2 separate regions of the Macaca fascicularis genome follow, and region 1 is linked to region 2. The links are chromatin contacts, called in public Hi-C maps. All regions are on one chromosome and are shown on one strand. Each heading gives the region's core, a stretch centred on a gene start, on an enhancer-like site or on the middle of the called end of the contact. The rest is flanking DNA. Distances are from core to core; before and after follow the strand shown.

Region 1 (3,423 bases), core at 414-2,913, 210 kb before region 2:
TCCCGGAAATCTAAGCAGCAGGTGCCAAGGCCGGAGCACGTCGGGTGGCAGGAACACGGACCGTCCAGGGCGCCACAGCGCATGGAGCAGCTGTCTTGGGCATCTGGAGGAGAGGATGCTGAGGGCCTGGCCTGGCAGGTGCCGGACTGGCTGCCCCACGTGCAAGGCCTGTCTCTGTTCCTCCCACAGCCCATTGGACAGCAGCATCCCAGGAGAACGCTGGCTGGGAACTGCACTGGCCACCACGTGGACATGGTAGAAAGGCACAGGGCCCGTGGGGATAGGATGAATCTTAGCATAGACCATCTGGCTGTTGCCCTGACGGGCTAGAATGCAGCGAGAAGAGGCAAAAGGCTGCATCCGCTCAGCCCTGCAGGGTCAGGAGAAGCCCCTGGGCATGACTATACTTCAGCCACCAAGTCCTCTATCCCACAGGTGGGGGTCCTCAGAGGGCCACGGTAGCCGGAGCCCTCGACCTCTCTTGGCTCCCCAGAGTGTCTGTGGACAGTGCACCTTCCGAGGGGCCTGAAGCCTGCAGAACCCCTCTTGCTTGCCTGGATTGGGGTGGGGGGCATGGCTGCCAAGAGTCCCATTCGAGGCCTGGTAGGGAATGGTGCAGGGTCTGAACTTGACCCTTCTCACTCTCCCAGGGACTGCAATTGAGACCCCAAAGAGAACCCCGCCCTCAGGGCAGAAGGCCAGGGCTGCTCCCCTCCTTTTTGGGGAGAGGAGGGACATTTTAAGCAGGGGTCCCAGCAGTGGGGAAAGGGAAGTGGGGGTGCACACCGTGAGGGGCTGTGAGCGCCGGGCCCAAAGCATCTCCTATGGGCCATGAGACCTGCGGCAGGGCCATATTTCCAGGGGTTGGCATAAAGGAAGGGTTGCAGGGAGGGACTGGGGCAGGTACCTGCACCCAAGACGGAATCGTACGTCCCTGGCCCTTCCCCATCCCCCATCAAAAGAGGCCAGTCAAGGGCCAGGCCTAGGCCTGAGCCACCCCGCTGGCCCCACTCCACTAAGTGCAGTGCCTGGCACTTAAGAACAACAATAAATATGTACTGGCCAAGGATGTGGTGGCGCACAGGGGTCGGGGAAGGAGGCCGAGAGATGCTTGCAAGTGAGATAAGTGGCAGGAGGGTGAATGGGAAGTGGGGTGGGGGGTGGCCTGTGGCCAGTGTCCTGGTTCTAGAGTTCGGGGCTTCCCCTAGACTTTCCCGGATTCAGCCCCACCCTGATGAGGACCCACAATCCTGGCTCCCCCTCCGCGATCCCGCCCTGTCAGGACTGGGGACGCAGGCTGAGGCCTCTGCTGGTCTCCCCGGCCTCCCTCCTAGCTCCCAGCGGGTTTAGGGTGGGCCTGGCTCAGATCTCCCATCCCCATGGGCTGCCCCACGACATGGACCCTCAGAATTTCTTCCCACCACCCCTAGCACAGCCACAGATGGCCTGACAGGTGGACAGAGGCTGAGCCCAGAGGGTGGTCTGCCCAGGCCTGGCTGCAGCCAGATGGACAGACAGATGGGGGCACAGGAGGGCAGGGAGGCATACCTGCTGCGGGTCCAGGGCCTGGGCCGGGGGCTGTCGCCAGCAGCAGCAGGGCCCAGGGCAGGAGGGCTGGCTTCATGGTGCAGTCTGTGTCTGCAGCCAGCAGTGCAGTGGCTCTGAGGCAAGGCGGCCAGAGAAGCTCATTCCCAGCCGGCCTGGCCCCGCCCGCCCTGCACTCTGCGGCACCGCCCCGCCCCGCCCCGCCCCTCCTCGCCCCTCCCCGCCGGGTCCCCTCTCAAAGTCCACAGGTGCCTGCGTGGACCAGCAAGGCCCAACCTGCCCCGTTAGCACATTCCTGGCCCGCAGGCATGGGTCGGCCCTGGGACCCTGTGGGAGGGTGAGGAGGCTGGAGCCTCCAGCTGTAGGGCCTTTGGCAGGCGATGAGCCGGATGTCCAGAGGCCAAAGCTCAGACCCCGGGTCCCAGCCCCGCCCTGTGTGCAGGGTGTGCCGGGCGGGGCTGCAGCAGAGGATGGGATGCACAGGGTGGGTAAGGCAGGGCTGTTTAAGCTCCAGGCAGGAGTCTAGCCTCTGTGGCCCTGACATTGACCTCCATCTCTAGCCCTCATCTTCCTGCAGGAAGGAGGTGCTCCCAACTCATCCTCCCGGGATGCGGGAGCTGTTTGGGTCAGACACAGGCTGAGCCCTGGGGCTGAGGCAGCTCTGCAGGGGACCCCTCCGGAGGGAGGAAGGAGGGAGGGGAGAGGAAGTACTCAAGCCCAGCTGGGGGGCCAGAAGGGAGACAGGGCCCATCCCCGGGCTCCAGAGATGCCACCACACTGGGGAGCCTTGACTCTCCCAGCCACACCTAATCCTGCCACTCAGAGTTTGCATAATCTAATCAGTGTTTCCCTCCCCTTCTTGAGCAGATGAGGAAACTGAAGCTCAGATGTGGACAGGCAAGGCCAAGTCAGGCCCTTGGTGGCTTCTGGGAGCCCCTGCAGCCAGGGTGGGCCGTAAGGGCTGTGGCCTGGGATTGGTCACTTGGGCCCTGCCATCTGGGCTGGATGTCCAGACAGGCGGGTGGTCCTCTCCCAGCTGCAGCTTCTCAAGGTGTCCAAAAGGGACTCTTGCCACACTTGCAGGGAGTCAGAGCTGGCCCCAGGGCATGAGCTTAGGCCATCTGGTCTCTGATCTGCCCAGCACTTGGGGCCAGGCCAGTCCATTGTTCCCCGGCCTGTTCTCTCTCTTGCCTGGGTGGTGCCTGCTGGGAACCACAGCGTGTTGGCAGCCACCTGTGGCTCCAGAGGGCTGGCCCTTACTGAAGGTGTTAGAGGCGTGCGCTGGGGGACTTGGCTCCTGAGTCCTCACACACAGCTGTTCCAGGGAAGCCACACCCACATTTGATGTCTTCCCACCTCCCAAAGACATTTGGTGAGAGGCCCTCAAGACCTTCAGCTTCCCAGCGACTGTTTCCAGAGGGGAGAAAGTCCCTTAACCCACAACGGCGCTCAGGGCATCTCTGCAGGTGAGTGTCCTGTGAGTGGACACTCAGGTGCTGAGCCAGGGAGAGCCTGTCTCCTGATCCCAGGCTGGCGAGGGCACTCATCCCGGGCCCAGGGCTGAGGTTTCTCCCTACAGTACTGGGTGCAGGGGAGGGTCCGAGGTGTCCCTGAGGTGAGGATCCAGGGAGGGGTGTTGGGGGTTGGCTGAGACGGTTCCCGGGAACAGGAGGACGAAGAGCTGCTGCTTCCTGTTTCTGGCCTGGGCACCCTTGCTGTGTGTGTCCGGAGATGATGGAAGTGCGGTGGGGGCTAGGTGTGCAGTCTGGGAAGCTCCTTACCCCAGGCCCTGCAGGGAGGGGGCGTCAGCTGAGTAACTGCGGCTGGCCAGCTCATCTCAGCCCTCCGAAGGCGGGTTCAGCCAGAACCATCTAGGGC
Region 2 (3,324 bases), core at 716-3,215:
AGCAGCTGCCCTATGAGGTAGACTCCCGTTAGCCCTTTAGCACAAGAGAAAACTCAAGGTCAGAATGGTCAAGTGACTTGTCTGAGGCAGTGCAGCTCAGAAAAGGCTCCCTGGACCACTGGAACCCAGCATGGGGCCGGCACACAGTGGATGCTCCGTGGAGTCACTTGCGTGCCCATGCGCATGGATCAGGGATCACGAGGGGAGGCAGGTCTTCGTTCGGCCCTCCTCTGACAGGTCCCACAGCCATCACTTCGGCAGCCACCTGACCTCTTGTCCTCTTCCTGCCCAGCGGCTGGACCTCACCACGAGCTGTGCCCTTGGGCCATGGCACTGGCCTCTAGGCCTGGCCTGGGCAGATTGGGGTAGTGTGCCACAAGTCACTAGAGGCTCTTTTCTTTTTTTTTTTTTTTTTTTTTTTTTTTTTTGAGACGGAGTCTCGCTCTGTCGCCCAGGCTGGAGTGCAGTGGCCGGGTCTCAGCTCACTGCAAGCTCCGCCTCCCGGGTTCACGCCATTCTCCTGCCTCAGCCTCCGGAGTAGCTGGGACTACAGGCGCCCGCCACCTCGCCCGGCTAGTTTTTTGTATTTTTAGTAGAGACGGGGTTTCACCATGTTAGCCAGGATGGTCTCGATCTGCTGACCTTGTGATCCGCCCGTCTCGGCCTCCCAAAGTGCTGGGATTACAGGCTTGAGCCACCGCGCCCGGCCTAGAGGCTCTTTTCAGCTTGCATTTGTTGAACCCACTCTGTGCAACACTGGAAAAATGTTCCCTTGTCTTCTCTTCCAATATCCTTCAGTCTGGGAGCAGAGAGGCCCTGGGGCTCAGATGACACCAAAGATGAGAGGTGCGGGGACATGCTCTGTCAGCCCCTGCTCAACCCAGGCACACCCCAAGCTGTACCTTCTCCCCAGATCCCTCTCCTTTCCTCTTGCTGCCCCATGGGGTATGGGAGGGCCCACAGTGGGGACAGCCAGGGTCACATGTGCTCCGGATGTGGGAGGGGAGAGGGAAGGAGGGCACCTTTCGGTCAAGATGAAATCACCATCCTTGAGCACAGGCACTTTCTGCAGGCTGTTGATCTGGAAGAACTCCTTGCTTCTGTGCTGCCCTGAAGAGTCAGACAAGGTCTTCAGAGTAAAAAAGCTGCACCTCTCCACCCTCCCTCTCCCTCCCCAAGCAGAGCTCCACACCCCTGAGAAACAGCAAGGTCTGGTTCCAGAGGGCTGGATCAACCCCATTCCCTGGGTGGGCCTCCCTGCCCTGCCACATTCTGGGGCAGCTGGGGGGCTTTGGTGGGTGGGGCCAGGTGCAGCAGGTGGATGCAGAGAAGTTTTCTAGCCAGGACTCTGGTGGGCCAGGGGAAGGGAGGCAAACTGGGGTGGCTCATCTCTTCCCATCTCTTAATTCTTACAACAGCACGTCCTTCCCAACGTTTTCCGGGCTTTGTGAATTTAAATGCGTGCATTCCACGCAAGAATTCTGAAAACTCCATTAAGTATTTTCTTTCCACCCCTACAGAACAGAAGGCAACATTATCCTCCTTTTCAGAAAGCAAGCTAAGGTTCAGAGAAGGCTGTGATCCCTCCAAGGTCACTCAATCGACAGCATTCTCTGGTGGCAGACGCTGCAGGAGGAGGTGAGGGGGCTGTGCGGGCGGCGAGACGCTCAGGGCGGAACAGGGCAAGGGGCCTGGGGGTGCACTGGATTTGTGGACACGCGAGGAAACGGGTTGGGCCCACCTTTGATAATATCCACAGTGCGCAGTTCGAAGGGGATGCCATTCTTCTTGGCGAAGATGTAGACGGCGCGGCTGGGCTGGGACAGCAGGTTCAGGTACAGTTCTAGGCCCATGGCGGGGGCTGCAAGGACAGCGGGGATGGCAGTGAAGGCGCTGATGGCGGTGTGGGCAGCGGCTGTGGCAGGCTCAGGGCAGCCGCGGGAAATACGGGCTCAGGCCCCACTCCCTGGGACAGCACCCAATTGGAGCGCAGCACCCCCGGACCCGCCTCGCCCCTTCGGTTTCTGTCCAATCCTGGCCAGCCTTGTTGGAGACCAAGACTCCACCACCAGGTCCGTGTGCCGCTACAGGGAGGGCGGTCGCTACGAACGCACAGATGGGAGGGTGGAGTTGGAGCTGGGGGCCCTCGACTGGGAGGGAGGACGGCAGATGCAGGGGGCCGACTGCAAGGGAAAGAGGAACGAGCTGGACAAGGAGAAGCAAGTCTGCTTTTCGGGATCCCGGTGCCAGGGACCCCGCCTGGTTCCAGGCGTCATCCCGACCCAGAAACGACGGGGCCCCGCCATCCTGGAAAGGCCCCAGCGTACGGATATCTGATGGTTCTTTCAGAGCTTTGTTTCTCGGCGCTGCAAGGCGGCGGAAGGGAGGGAGCGAATGGGATCCTCTAAAAGGGATCTTAGAGTTTCACCCAGCGGCATGTGACACTTGCAGGTGTCCAGACTGGTGGGAACCTTGACTGGAAAGCTGGGGTTAAGGATGAACTTTCTTTCTTTTTTTTTCTTTTTTTTTTTTTTGAGACGGAGTCTCGCTCTGTCGCCCAGGCTGGAGTGCAGTGGCGCGATCTCGGCTCACTGCAAGCTCCGCCTCCCGGGTTCACGCCATTCTCCTGCCTCAGCCTCCCGAGTAGCTGGGACTACAGGCGCCCACAACCGCGCCCGGCTAATTTTTTGTATTTTTAGTAGAGACGGGGTTTCACCGTGGTCTCGATCTCCTGACCTTGTGATCCGCCCGCCTCGGCCTCCCAAAGTGCTGGGATTACAGGGGTGAGCCACCGCGCCCGGCCAAGGATGAACTTTCTACCATCCCCTGCAGAGCAGCTGCTGCCAGACAGCAGAAGCTCCCGCTTCGTGCACAGGACGGGGCTGGGAGCCCGCAGCCGCAGAAGGCAGGAATGACTGCGCAGGAACCTCCTTTCTTCTCCCTGAATCCCAGCCCTGGCATCTCACCATGGGGCACAGTGCTGGTCCAGGGCTGGGTCCGGCACTCTAGCTGAATCTTTCCGAGTATCCCATCCCTCTGGCCAGTGGCCCAAGCGAGTGAACCAGAACGCTTCCTTGGGGGTTTTGAAATTGGAGCTGGAGAGAGGAGCTCCCTATGGGGAGGTAAATGGGAGCTGGGGCCACCTGTAGTGACATTTCCTGAGTTCATGGAGTAGGCAAGTCTCAGAGAGAAAAGCTGACTCAGAGAAAGGAAGTGATAGCCGGGAGGGGTGGCCCACACATGCAATCCCAGCTACTCTCATGGGATCTGTTTGTCTGATGTCTCGGTATAAAAGGACTTTCTAAGCCTCAGAACAGTGGAAGA

The links. A called contact is a pair of places that touch in the nucleus more often than the background predicts.
Region 1: a Hi-C map of liver shows a contact between it and region 2, with 3 times the contacts expected there. The contact joins the promoter of LOC102146680 here to the promoter of LOC102142224 in region 2. A contact is called at or near these places in 2 of 2 Hi-C or Micro-C datasets (liver and skeletal muscle).

The regions. Positions count from the first base shown.
Region 1 is chr10:28,470,724-28,474,146 of T2T-MFA8v1.1, reverse strand. LOC102146680 (sushi domain-containing protein 2) reads right to left here and starts at 1,663. Exons shown (of 15, transcript XM_045364327.3): 1 at 1,549-1,663; 2 at 1-103. The coding sequence starts at 1,624.
Region 2 is chr10:28,261,020-28,264,343 of T2T-MFA8v1.1, reverse strand. LOC102142224 (glutathione S-transferase theta-2B) reads right to left here and starts at 1,965. Exons shown (of 5, transcript XM_045364386.2): 1 at 1,742-1,965; 2 at 1,023-1,110. The coding sequence starts at 1,853.